Regions from separate parts of the Cricetulus griseus genome. Here region 2 is linked to region 1. A link is a contact called in public Hi-C data. All regions are on one chromosome and are shown on one strand. Each heading gives the region's core, a stretch centred on a gene start, on an enhancer-like site or on the middle of the called end of the contact. The rest is flanking DNA. Distances are from core to core; before and after follow the strand shown. Region 1 has its middle 26 kb from the start of Fam72a. Region 2 overlaps Srgap2 (SLIT-ROBO Rho GTPase-activating protein 2).

Region 1 (5,614 bases), core at 740-3,239:
CAAGCAGTCCAAAGGAAAAATAGGCAAATGATCTGAAAATGCTTCAAAAGAAATACCACACAAACTTATGGAAAAGGCTCCCAGTGTTTTTAGCTACTAAATGCTAAAATGCAAAACAAAACTTCACAGATATTTGCCTCACCCCCCAACCCAGAACCATTATCATCAAGAAAAACCAAAACAGCCAGGGCTGATGACTCATGCCTATAATCCCAGCACCTGGATGGTTGAGAGATTGCTGTGAATTTGGGGTTAGTCTTGACTGCATAGTGAGATCTTGTCTCCAAAACCAAAATACATTCTGAGAAGATGACTCAACAGCTGAGAGCACTTGGTGTTCCTGCAGAGGACCTGGATTTGGTCCATCTACATGGTGACTCAAACTGCCTGTAACACCAGCCCCTGGGAATCCAATGTCCTCTTCTAGCTTCCGGGGCACTTGCATGCAAGTGCTTCACCTACATACATGTATTCAGGCACACATACGGTTAAAAATGAAAATAGGCAGCCAGGCATTGGTGGCGCATGCCTTTAATCCCAGCACTCAGGAGGCAGAGGCAGGTGTATCTCTGTGAGTTCGAGGCCAGCCTGGTCTCCAGAGCGAGTGGCAGGATAGGCTCCAAAGCTACACAGAGAAATCGTGTCTTGAAAAACCAAAAATAAATAAATATAAAAATAAAAATGAAAATAATGAAACCCACTACTTCGTGTGCTAACTTAAAAAAATTAACTAAAGAAAATAAACAGAGAAAGTGGAAGAAAAGGAAAAATGCTAGAAAGGATTAGATAAAAAGAAACCCTTATATTCTGTTAGTAGGGATGAAAATTAGTGAAGTCCGTATGGAAATCAGTATTGAGGGTCTTCAAAAAACTAAATAACATGTAATCCAGCCGTCCTGAGCTTATACACAAGGCAAATAAAATCAGCATAGCAAAGAGATCCTTGAACACCGTGTTTATTGCAGCACTATTCACAATAGCGAGATATGGAATCAGACTATGTGCCTAAGCACAGATGAACACACACACACACACACATTCATACTCACATTAGTGGTGGAAAGCTTTAATTAACCGTGATTCATAAGCACAGTGAAATGTTATACAAAGAGAAATGTGGCTGGAAGGATCTCCAAAACACATTTTAAGTTGAAAAATAAATCAAACAATATTGCAAAATGATACCCGGTTTTTTAATAGAAAGGTCTCAGTGTGTGCATGTATTGAAAATTTATGATGACCTCTTAGAATATGTAATTTTATATATGGGTAAAAAATAAATTGTAATAAGTATTGTAAGGGGATACCTAAGTATTCACTCCTCAAGAGACCACCTAATTATCTGGGCATTACTGCCTCCATACAGTAATTTCCTTCAAAACCAATGACCCAAGCGTTTTACATTCAATATCTTTACAGTCCCTCACAAAAGTCTAGTATATGATAAGTATTACAATTTAGAGCGAGTTCCAGGACAGCCTCCAAAGCCACAGAGAAACCCTGTCTCGAGAAACAAACAAACAAAATTGTAGGCTGGGTGGTGGCACACACCTTCAATCCCACCACTCAGGGGACAGAGGCAGGTGGATCTCTTCGAGTTAAAGGCCAGCCTGGTCTACATAATGAGACCCTGTTTCAAAAATATTCTCTTTCAAAAGGCGGGTAGGAGGGGAAACGGGAAGAAGTGAAGGAATGGACCCTGGAATCTCACTCACTGCCTGGTGTCACATTAGTGGAGGGGGAAACGTTTGGGGGGGCGGCTTGTGCACTCTACTCCTGCTAAGAACGCTTTGGTGGGTCACTCTTATGATGTAATTTCAAGGAATCAGACTTTTAAGGTAGAAAACACTAAAACATAGGTATAAAGAATAGAGCTAAGCTAAGCGTGTAGCTGTTATCACCCGCTGTTCAGTATCTGGCTAAAGGACGGCAGGTGGCAGCAGAAGCAGGCTGGGGTTTGTAGGAGCTGCCAGAGAAGCAGCGTTTGAGTAAAGCCTTCCATGTGAAAGAAATCTTAACACAAGAATAAAAATAGAACAATGAGGAGCTGGTGCCACGAGCTCCAGCCACCGCAGACCCTGATGTCATTCACTGTCTGCCATCTGCTGAGCCTTGTCTTTCAGGGAGAAAGAAACGGTTCCAAGCTCTGTGTGTCCCTGTCCTAGCTTTGCTCAGGTCACAGAAGGAAGCTGGTTCACCAGATAGAGGCTCTGGGCAAGGTGGGGCCGGATGAAGGAAAGGTTTTTAGAAGGAGACTTCTTAGGCAATAAAAAGAAACGAAATGCTGCTTCACAAACCTCAAAATGCCATGCTAAGTCAAAGAAGGTAATCACGGGAGACCACAAAATGCATGGCACCATTGAAAGAAATGTTTAGGATAGGCAAAACCAGAGACAGAATGGGACTAGTGGTTGTGTAGGGTAGAGGAGGTGGTGACTGCCAAAACTTCTAATGGATACTTAGTATCTTGAAAGGATGAAAAGATCCTGGAATTTTACTAAGTTAGTGGTTGTAAAAGTCTGTGAATATGCTAAAACCATTGAGTTTTACATTTGAAATGGGTACAATTTGCTAAAACCATTGAGTTTTACATTTGAAATGGGTACAATTTATAGTATGTAAATTATTATACAGTTCATAATACATAAACAATATAGCATTATAGAATTCATCGTATGTAAATTATTCAAATGAAGATAGATCACAGACCTGGCTACAAATTTCACTTCTTCCTCTAACAACCTATGGACCCTCCCTTCCTTTTCTATACCTACATCTCAAAATTAAATCACAACAATTTAACAAAGACTATGAAATGCCAGCCAGAGTGAACATGGCATTTGTGTCCTTTTGTTTTCCTAGTCCTTACAAGCAAGATGACACTTTATCTCTAAGCCCAGCTGTGTCATGTTTTGCTTTTGGTACAACTGTAAACGTCTCCACTGTTCTCCATTTCCACTCCAAGTCTATTTTCTTTTTCTTTTATTATAAGAAAAGAGTCTAGTTTTATTTTTTAATTAATAATTTATTTTTTACATTCCAGTCCCCCCACTACCCTCTCCACTCAACTCCCCATCTGTTTGCTGGACAGGATAAGGCCTCCCCTAGGAAATCTATTAAGTTTGTCCCATCATCTCGTTGAGACTGGACCAAGGCACACTCTCCTCAACCCCCCATCTAGGATGAGTAAGGTGTCTCTCCATATAGAACGGGCTACACTAAGTCGGTTTGTGCATTAAAGTTAGATCTTGGACTCACTGCCAGTGGCCTCATACATTGTCCTCCTTTTTGTTTCTGATTTTGTTAATTTGAATATTCTCTGTCTTTTGGTTTGTTTGGATAAAGATTTGTCTATTTTGTTGAATTTCTCCAGGAACCAATTCTTTGTAGTTTTCTTTGTTCTATTTTATTGATTTCAGCCTTCAATCTGACTATTTCTTGCCATCTACTCCTTGGTGGGTTTGCTTTTTTTTGTTCTAGTGCTTTTAGTTGTTCTGTTAATTCACTAGTGTGGGATTTTCCCAGCTCATTTATGTAGGCATTTAGTGCTATGAACTTTCTTCTTAGCGAGGCTTTCATTGTGTCCCATAAGTTTGGGTATGTGTGCTGCCATTTTAGGAAGTCTTTAATTTCTTTCTTTATTTCTTCCTTGACTCAGTGGTGGTTTAGTTGATCATTGTTCAATTTCCATGTGTTTGTAGGTTTTCTGAAATTAATGTTGCTGTTGAATTCTAACTTTAAGCTGTGGTGATCTGATAGGATACAGGGGGTTATTACAATTTCTTTTGTATCTGTTGAGGTTTGCTTTGTTACCGAGTATGTGGTCTATTTTTGAGAAGGTTCCCTGAGGTGCTGAGAAGAAAGTATATTCTTTTGTGTTTGAGTGGAATGTTCTATAGATGTCTGTTAAGTTCATTTGAGTCATAACCTCTGTTAGTTTCCTTATTTCTCTGTTATGCTTCTGTCTGGCAGATGTGTCCACAGGTGAGAGTTGGGTGTTGAACTGAAGAAATGCCTCTACAGGTAAGAGCACTAGCTACTCATCAAGCAGACTTGGGTTCGACATCCAGCACCCACATAGTGGGTGACACTAGCTGTAATTCCAGGTCCAGGGGATCTTCCTCTGGCATCAAAGAGTACCAGGCATGCAAGTGGTCCACAGACATACAGGCAAAATATCATATACATAAAATAAAGTAAAACAAAAAAATTTAAAAAGACACCAATGTTTTTTTTTTTCCCCAAGGGAAAAAAAGATATACTACTGTCTTAGTCCATCACCAGCTGTTTCTCCACTTAATGTAAATTTCATCCTTTAAAAAACAAAACAAACGGGGTTGGAGAGATGGCTCAGAGTTTAAGAGCACTGACTGTTCTTCCAGAGGTCCTGAGTTCAATTCCCAGCAACCACATGGTGGCTCACAACCATCCTTTATGAGATCTGGTGCCCTCTTCTGGTGTGCGGATATACATGGAAGCAGAATGTTGTATACATAATAAATAAATAAAATCTTAAAAAAAAAAACACAAAAACGGGGCTGGAGAGATGGCTCAGAGGTTAAGAGCACTGGCTGCTCTTCCAGAGGTCCTGAGTTCAATTCCCAGCAACCACATGACCACATGGCTCACAACCATGCAGAATGAGATCTGGTACCCTCTTCTGGTCTGCAGGGACACATGCAGACAGAACACTGTATACATAATAAATAAATAAATAAATCTTAAAAAAAGCAAAAACAAACAAACAAACAAAAAAACCCATCAGATTAATCATATCTATTCCATCACGGAATCCCTTCTTGGGAGTGTTGTGTTTTGCCACATTCAAATACTTTTGCCACATTCGATTCCTTTGACCCTTGATGTATTCTGCCTTTACTCACAGAGCCAACCCTGTGGTCTAATGGTGGGGATATTAAAGTCAACAAATTAGATTCTCTACTCTCCTGGCATTTGCTTCATGGTGGGGGGAGTCTAATAACAACAACAAATGTATACATATTGCTGTGGACTGAGTTTTGATACCTGTCATATGTTGGAACGCTAACTGCCAGTGTGATGGTTATTGGAGACGGGACCTTTAGAAGGTAATTAAGTTTGGTGACATCATGAAGATGAAGTCCTCATGATGAGATGTGTCCTTTTTAAGATGAAGGAGCGATTGCTAAAGCTCTATGCACACCACACAAGGGCAAACGGGGAAATAACTTTCTGCAAAGTAGTCAGCATCCTACTGGGACCAAAGCTGTACTCACCTTGTCCTTGGACTTACTGATCTCTGGAACCATGAGAAGTAAGTGTATCATTTAAGTCATCCAGCCTGTGGTATTTTATTATGGCAGTCTGCATAGACTGATACAAGTTGGTATGAAAATGTGCATTTAAACAGGAATCCTACAAAAGCTATATATGATGGTTTGGTTTGGATATGGTTTGCTATTGCCAAGACTCAAATTGAAATTTGGTGTCCATGTGGGAGGAGGATCCTGTAAGAGATTAGTTTGAAACTGGATTCATTCTCCAAAGAGCAGGTGTGGCAACAGCCATTCTCCTCTACGCTTTTGTGTATGCCTGTTGGCCATTCCCAGAGGCACTCCTGCCATGTGATGCCATC
Region 2 (5,415 bases), core at 1,615-4,114, 250 kb after region 1:
CACTACAGGATGGAGAGAAGATGAACTTTGGGGGAAGAGGGGCTTTCTTTGTCATCAGTAGCTAGAGGGGCCAAGAGAGCAGTAGAGAGACCTGGGACCATCTTGGACGCGCTGAGTGAGGCTAGATGTGCTGTGACAATGGCCATGTGTCCACACCCTGCCTCAACACTGGTATCTCCAGAGCCACTACAGAGCCACTACAGAGCTACCTGTCCTTACCAGCAGTGCTCAGAACTGCGGATAAACCACCACCTGGACTTCCACCTCCTTCTCCAGGAGGTGGTCCCATCATGGCACCCCATGAAAGCAGCACTGGGGTCAAAGGCAGAAGCCTTGAAATCAGGTGTTCCCTCGCCAAGCTTTCCTGAGGAGCTAAGGATCAAATAGAAGTCAGCAGATTATTTATTCTTATTTACATGACCCTCCAAAGGCCCTCAGATTTCCTTGCCTCTGTTCACAAAATTAGCCCCACCAGTGGTTGCTGCTGCCTTCAAGCTGTGTAGGGTCGTGTGTATGTTCAGGTGGGCCATCTTGCTGATTTAACACTGCTTTTTGTATTGTTTTTTTCCTTCTCCCTGCCTGCCTGTCCCTTCTGCCCCAGCGAGGACGGTGTCGTGGAGAGGTCCAGCCCCAAGTCTGAGATTGAGGTCATGTCTGAGCCACCTGAAGAAAAGGTGACAGCCAGAACAGGGGCCAGCTGTCCCAGTGGGGGTCATGTAGCTGATATTTATCTTGCAAACATCAACAAGTAAGCTCTGCTTTTCATTTTCTGCTCCCCTAAATGACTCACTCACTCCGCCTCACCCCCTGCCTAACCCCACCCCGCTCCTGTGCTGTATGCAGGGCTCCTAGCTCCCCCAACCTAACAGTCTCCATGTGTCGTTTGCTGCTGCAAGGTGGATGGCAGGGCTTACATGGGTCTCTAAGGGCAGGCCCTACCCTCCAACTGTCTGTTATCATCCTGTGGTACTCTGTGTGTTCCACGGTGTCTGTCTGCCCAGACTTCCTGGCAGTCTTAGCCAAACCTTCATCAAAGCTTTGGTCACCTTATGCAACTTGGTTTTGTGCTATTTCTTATCAGTGCCTTCACTTTTCCAATTCTTGCTCAAATAGTATTTGATAGCTTCTTTGACCCTTGTCTGTCTGAAGATTTCAGAGTTTCGTATGTCTTCACCAGGCTTCTGTCCACCAGGTGGGCTTACTTAGATGCCATGTGTCTGGTTCTCCCTATCCTACATTCATGGCCATGGAAAAGAGAAGAGCACTGAGCCCAAGGGAAGCTTTCTCCTGAGCGTGACCCTTCGCTCCCTTTCACACTAGCAGAAATCACCTTTCATTTTTTTCTTGTTGCTTTCGCACTGTGTTTTTATTATCCTCCCCTAGCAGTCCTTTGCAGATGCCCACTCCTGTCCAGCAGGCTTACTCTCACCCCAGCTTTCATTGTGGCCATTAGCAGTATTCCGAGGTTCTAACTCCATCCACACCTGCTGGCTATCTAGAGGGATTCCTCGTTCGCCCGCCCATGAGCTGCTGCCTCCCCCAGAGGCACTCAGGCTATCGGAGAACTAATCTCATCTCAAGGGGCCAGACACCAAGTCCTACAGACCTCTTTCTGCCAGACCCTGAACTGTGGCCCAGTGCCAGGAGGATGACAAGCCCCGGGGCTCTCCTGGTGAACATGGATTGGAGATGACGTACAGTTTGTATTCCTTCCGACCTTGGAGGGGTGAAATGATTTGCACTTTGAAACCCTGTTAACCATAGCCTCTGGACACTGAGACTGGAAGGAGAATAAAAGATGCTTACTGTTTTTAAACTGCATGAGGTTGCCAGATCTCTTGGCTTTTTTCCAACCAGACAATAGAGGGGGTTGGGGGACATGGATCTTTTCTATCTCTTTCACACTCAAGTTCATCAAGTTTATTCTGCTCACTTATGTAGTATAGTCATAACTTAATTCAGACCAGTAAACAAGTTGAGGATTTTATACTTCCCTCCGGTCTGCTAAGAGGGCAAGCTAATAGAAGGTAGCTTCCAGCTAATCACATTTTTTCATTATTTACAAGTCTGTGTTAATTATGAGTCTGCAATCACAAGGCCATGAGCTTATTAAGCCAGAAACCAAGACTGGATAGTGGAGGGGAAGCTAGATATTTATTTAGGCACTTTGTTTTTGTTTTTTATGGCGTTGGGGGTAGAACTCAACAAGTCACATATACAAATGGAGCATTCTACTTCCGAGCTACAGCTTCAGCCCTGGGTATTAAATTTTAAGTCAACATGTATTTGATACCATTCATACAAAGGAATTACAGAGAACAAAAGCTAGAATAGTTAAAAGATAAACATCTGGTAGAAAGTCAGGGTTGTTCCCTTGATCTCTTTGCTTGGTGGTATTAAGATTCTTACGATGAATTTCCTGGGGACAGACCATAACCAAACCATGTCAACATGGTCTACTCAAGCTTTCCCGGGCACCAGCCAATCAGTGCATGAGTGACAGCCCTAACATGCCTGGCTCTTAGGAGTGAGTCTGACTTCCCGCCTGCCTCCAGAACAGTGCTCCCATGAAACTTGAGTTTCCTGATTGCCTTGGAGAACTCTTTCCTCCTGGGCCCTCTCATTTGATTAACTCCTCCTCAGCCTCCAAGACTTACCTATTTGGGTAAACCTTCCTTACACCCTGAGTTCCTTGGGCTGAAAACAATGCCCTCATTCTGCATTCCAAAATGGCTTGAGTTGCTGGTACTTGGTGCTACGCCTGGTTCCTCCTCCAGGCTGAGCTCCTTGTAAATCAGCCTCTCTGTCTTCCTTGTCTTTATGCCCCAGATAGAGCCTGGGATGACACTACCACAGTCCCCTAAGTCTGCCTTCTCAGCAGTTCTGATCTGTGAGTCAGCCATCCTTGAGAGGAAAAGGGAAATCAGCAGCGTTCTTAGGTGTGGCATTTAGATTTAATTCCACATCCTATATTAACCATCTGCTTTGTGCCAAGCACCAGTGCTAGCTGTTCAGAGCTCACAGTCTGGCAAGGCACAAGACCATATGGAAGGTAACTGCAAAGCAGTTGTATGGAGGCACTGGAGAAACCTGGAAGGGAGGAATCTCTTCGGTCTGCAGTTGGAGGTACTAATGTCATGGAAAACTTGACAAAGGAGGGCTCATTTCAGCAGGGTCTTCCTAGACTAAAGAGCATCCTTTTTCTGGTTGAGAATGGCTGCCTTACAACGCTAGACCTGCCTAGCAGCCACATTCATAGAGAGGCTGCTGGGCCACATCCTACCAGACCCAGAAAGATAAAGCAGACCGAAGCTGTAAGCAGCACAAGAAATGACTTAGGCATTATCTATGCTTAAGAGATGGCCCCCAATCTGCAGTCCTACCATTACCATCCCGATCCCCAGCTCATCCCATCTTCCTCAGTAGAGTCGAGATCAGAGCTACACAGCTGCTATCTGAACTAGCAGCTTGATGGCATCTTAGATGAGGTCCTTTAAAGTCTGGTTCAGAAAAATAAAATTATTCAGCATCAGGCAATAACCCATATGGCTAGGATCCCACTACATCACATCATTTGAGAGCCTTTTGTGGTATGAAATGAATTGGCCCAGTGCTGGGTGACATAGGAGTTGTGTAGATGCCCTTTCTACCCTAAGATCAGGCACACAGTGAACCCTCTGTCTGTGCCACTGCAGTTCCTTGAAAAATCTCTTCCATGTCTATGAACAAGAAATAGCCTCTTGCCAGAGCCCAGATGATGACGGACTTGCTGTAGTATAGTTGAGCAAACTGAAATGTGGAAAAGTTAACTCCTATTGCTAGAAGTTCTCCCCCTCCTTGGTGATGGTGAGACTTTCCTCCTTGGTGATGGCGAGACTTTGTCACCTGGGGCTTGGGTTTCTGTTCATGCAGGCAATGGAGTGGGTCTTTTCATGAATCTTTCTCCCATTAGAAACTTTCTCTTGAACAGGCAATTTTTTTTCTGACAGCATCTTACATGGTTAGAACTCAAAGCTCACAACCACCAAGTAAGTATCCATTTCACCTCTGCCCAGGTTGGGGGTTGGAGGGAACAGAACCATAGAGAAAACAAGAGAAAGAAAAACTGAAGAGATAGAGTATTCTGTGTGACTTTCTTTAGATGTCCCAGGTGCCAGCCTCTGCCCCCTGTCACAATCCCAGCTCATTGGACCCAGGGCTTCCTGATCAGATGCCGTTTCTGTTTGTTGAAGGCAAAGGAAGCGTCCAGAATCTGGGAGCATCAGAAAAACATTTCGGAGTGACAGCCATGGGCTGGGCAGTTCTCTGACTGACTCCTCCTCCCCGGGGGTGGGGGCTAGCTGCCGTCCATCCTCTCAGCCCATCATGAGCCAGAATCTCCCCAAGGAAGGGCCTGATAAGTGTTCCATCAGCGGCCATGGGAGCCTCAACTCTATCAGCCGCCACTCATCCCTGAAGAACAGGCTGGACAGTCCACAGATCCGGAAGACTGCCACTGCGGGAAGGTCAAAAAGCTTCAATAACCATCGGCCCGTGGACCCTGAAGTCATTGCACAGGTAACTGAGGGGCCCTGGACAATAAGTAGTAAGTCTACACTCATCAGTTCCACTCAGAGCAGCCCCGGCTAATCAACAGAACTTAAAAGAGATCCCTGTACGTTCTATAGAGGATGCAGCAAGTATCATACATGTGAATCTGCCAAGACAGCTTACTGAGCAATCTGCCTACCCTTGTCTCCCCAGCAAAACCTGAAGGTAGAGTTAATAGAATTCTACCTTCTTATTTGTATTCTGGCTGTTTCCAAGGCTGTTAACTTTTAAAGCCAACAGCTAAATATTTTGATAAAAAAAGTCCATTAGTCCAAGTTTCATGTGTTAAGACACTAAGGTAGGGTCTGAGGAGATGGTTCAATACATAAGAGCGCTTGCTATGCGAGCAAGATGAACTGAATTCAAATCCGCAGCACCCACATAAAAGGCCTGTAACCCCAGTGTTGGGGATTAAGGGCAGGCAGAGTCCTAGGACTTGCTAGCCAGTCAGCCAGCCTAGCCAAAAGAACAAACTTCAAGTTCAGTGAGAGTCTCTGCCCCCAAAACAATAAGATAGAGAGTGATAGAGACAGATACCTGACATCTTCCTCTGGCCTCTGCACATAGAACACACACATGAGAAACTAGATGGATAGATAAGTAGATATGTAGGTAGGTAGGCAGGCAGACAGATGATAGAAACACAATAGTAGACTTTAGTGAAGCTAAGACTCCGTTCCTGACACTCCATTTCATAAAGCTGATCTCTGATACTTGTAGATAGCTAATTAGTCCACCATCGGATTCTGTCTTCAAAACCCCAAAGTATTCTTGTTGCTTGAAGCTCAGGTACTAGAAAGTTTCCAACCCAAAGTTGCAGGTACC

What was found. A called contact is a pair of places that touch in the nucleus more often than the background predicts.
Region 2: a Hi-C map of liver shows a contact between it and region 1, with 2.7 times the contacts expected there. The contact joins two enhancer-like sites. A contact is called at or near these places in 2 of 8 Hi-C or Micro-C datasets (fibroblasts and liver).

What each region holds. Positions count from the first base shown.
Region 1 is chr5:57,510,697-57,516,310 of CriGri-PICRH-1.0, forward strand. No RefSeq gene overlaps it. Among named protein-coding and RNA genes, the nearest start is that of Fam72a, 26 kb to the right of the region's middle. Within about 2 kb of position 1,990, at least 3 of the 6 cell types and tissues checked have open chromatin away from gene starts, as enhancers often do.
Region 2 is chr5:57,756,502-57,761,916 of CriGri-PICRH-1.0, forward strand. Srgap2 (SLIT-ROBO Rho GTPase-activating protein 2) reads left to right here. Exons shown (of 23, transcript XM_027417669.2): 21 at 602-748; 22 at 4,233-4,557. Among named protein-coding and RNA genes, the nearest start is that of Ikbke, 15 kb to the right of the region's middle. Within about 2 kb of position 2,865, at least 1 of the 6 cell types and tissues checked has open chromatin away from gene starts, as enhancers often do.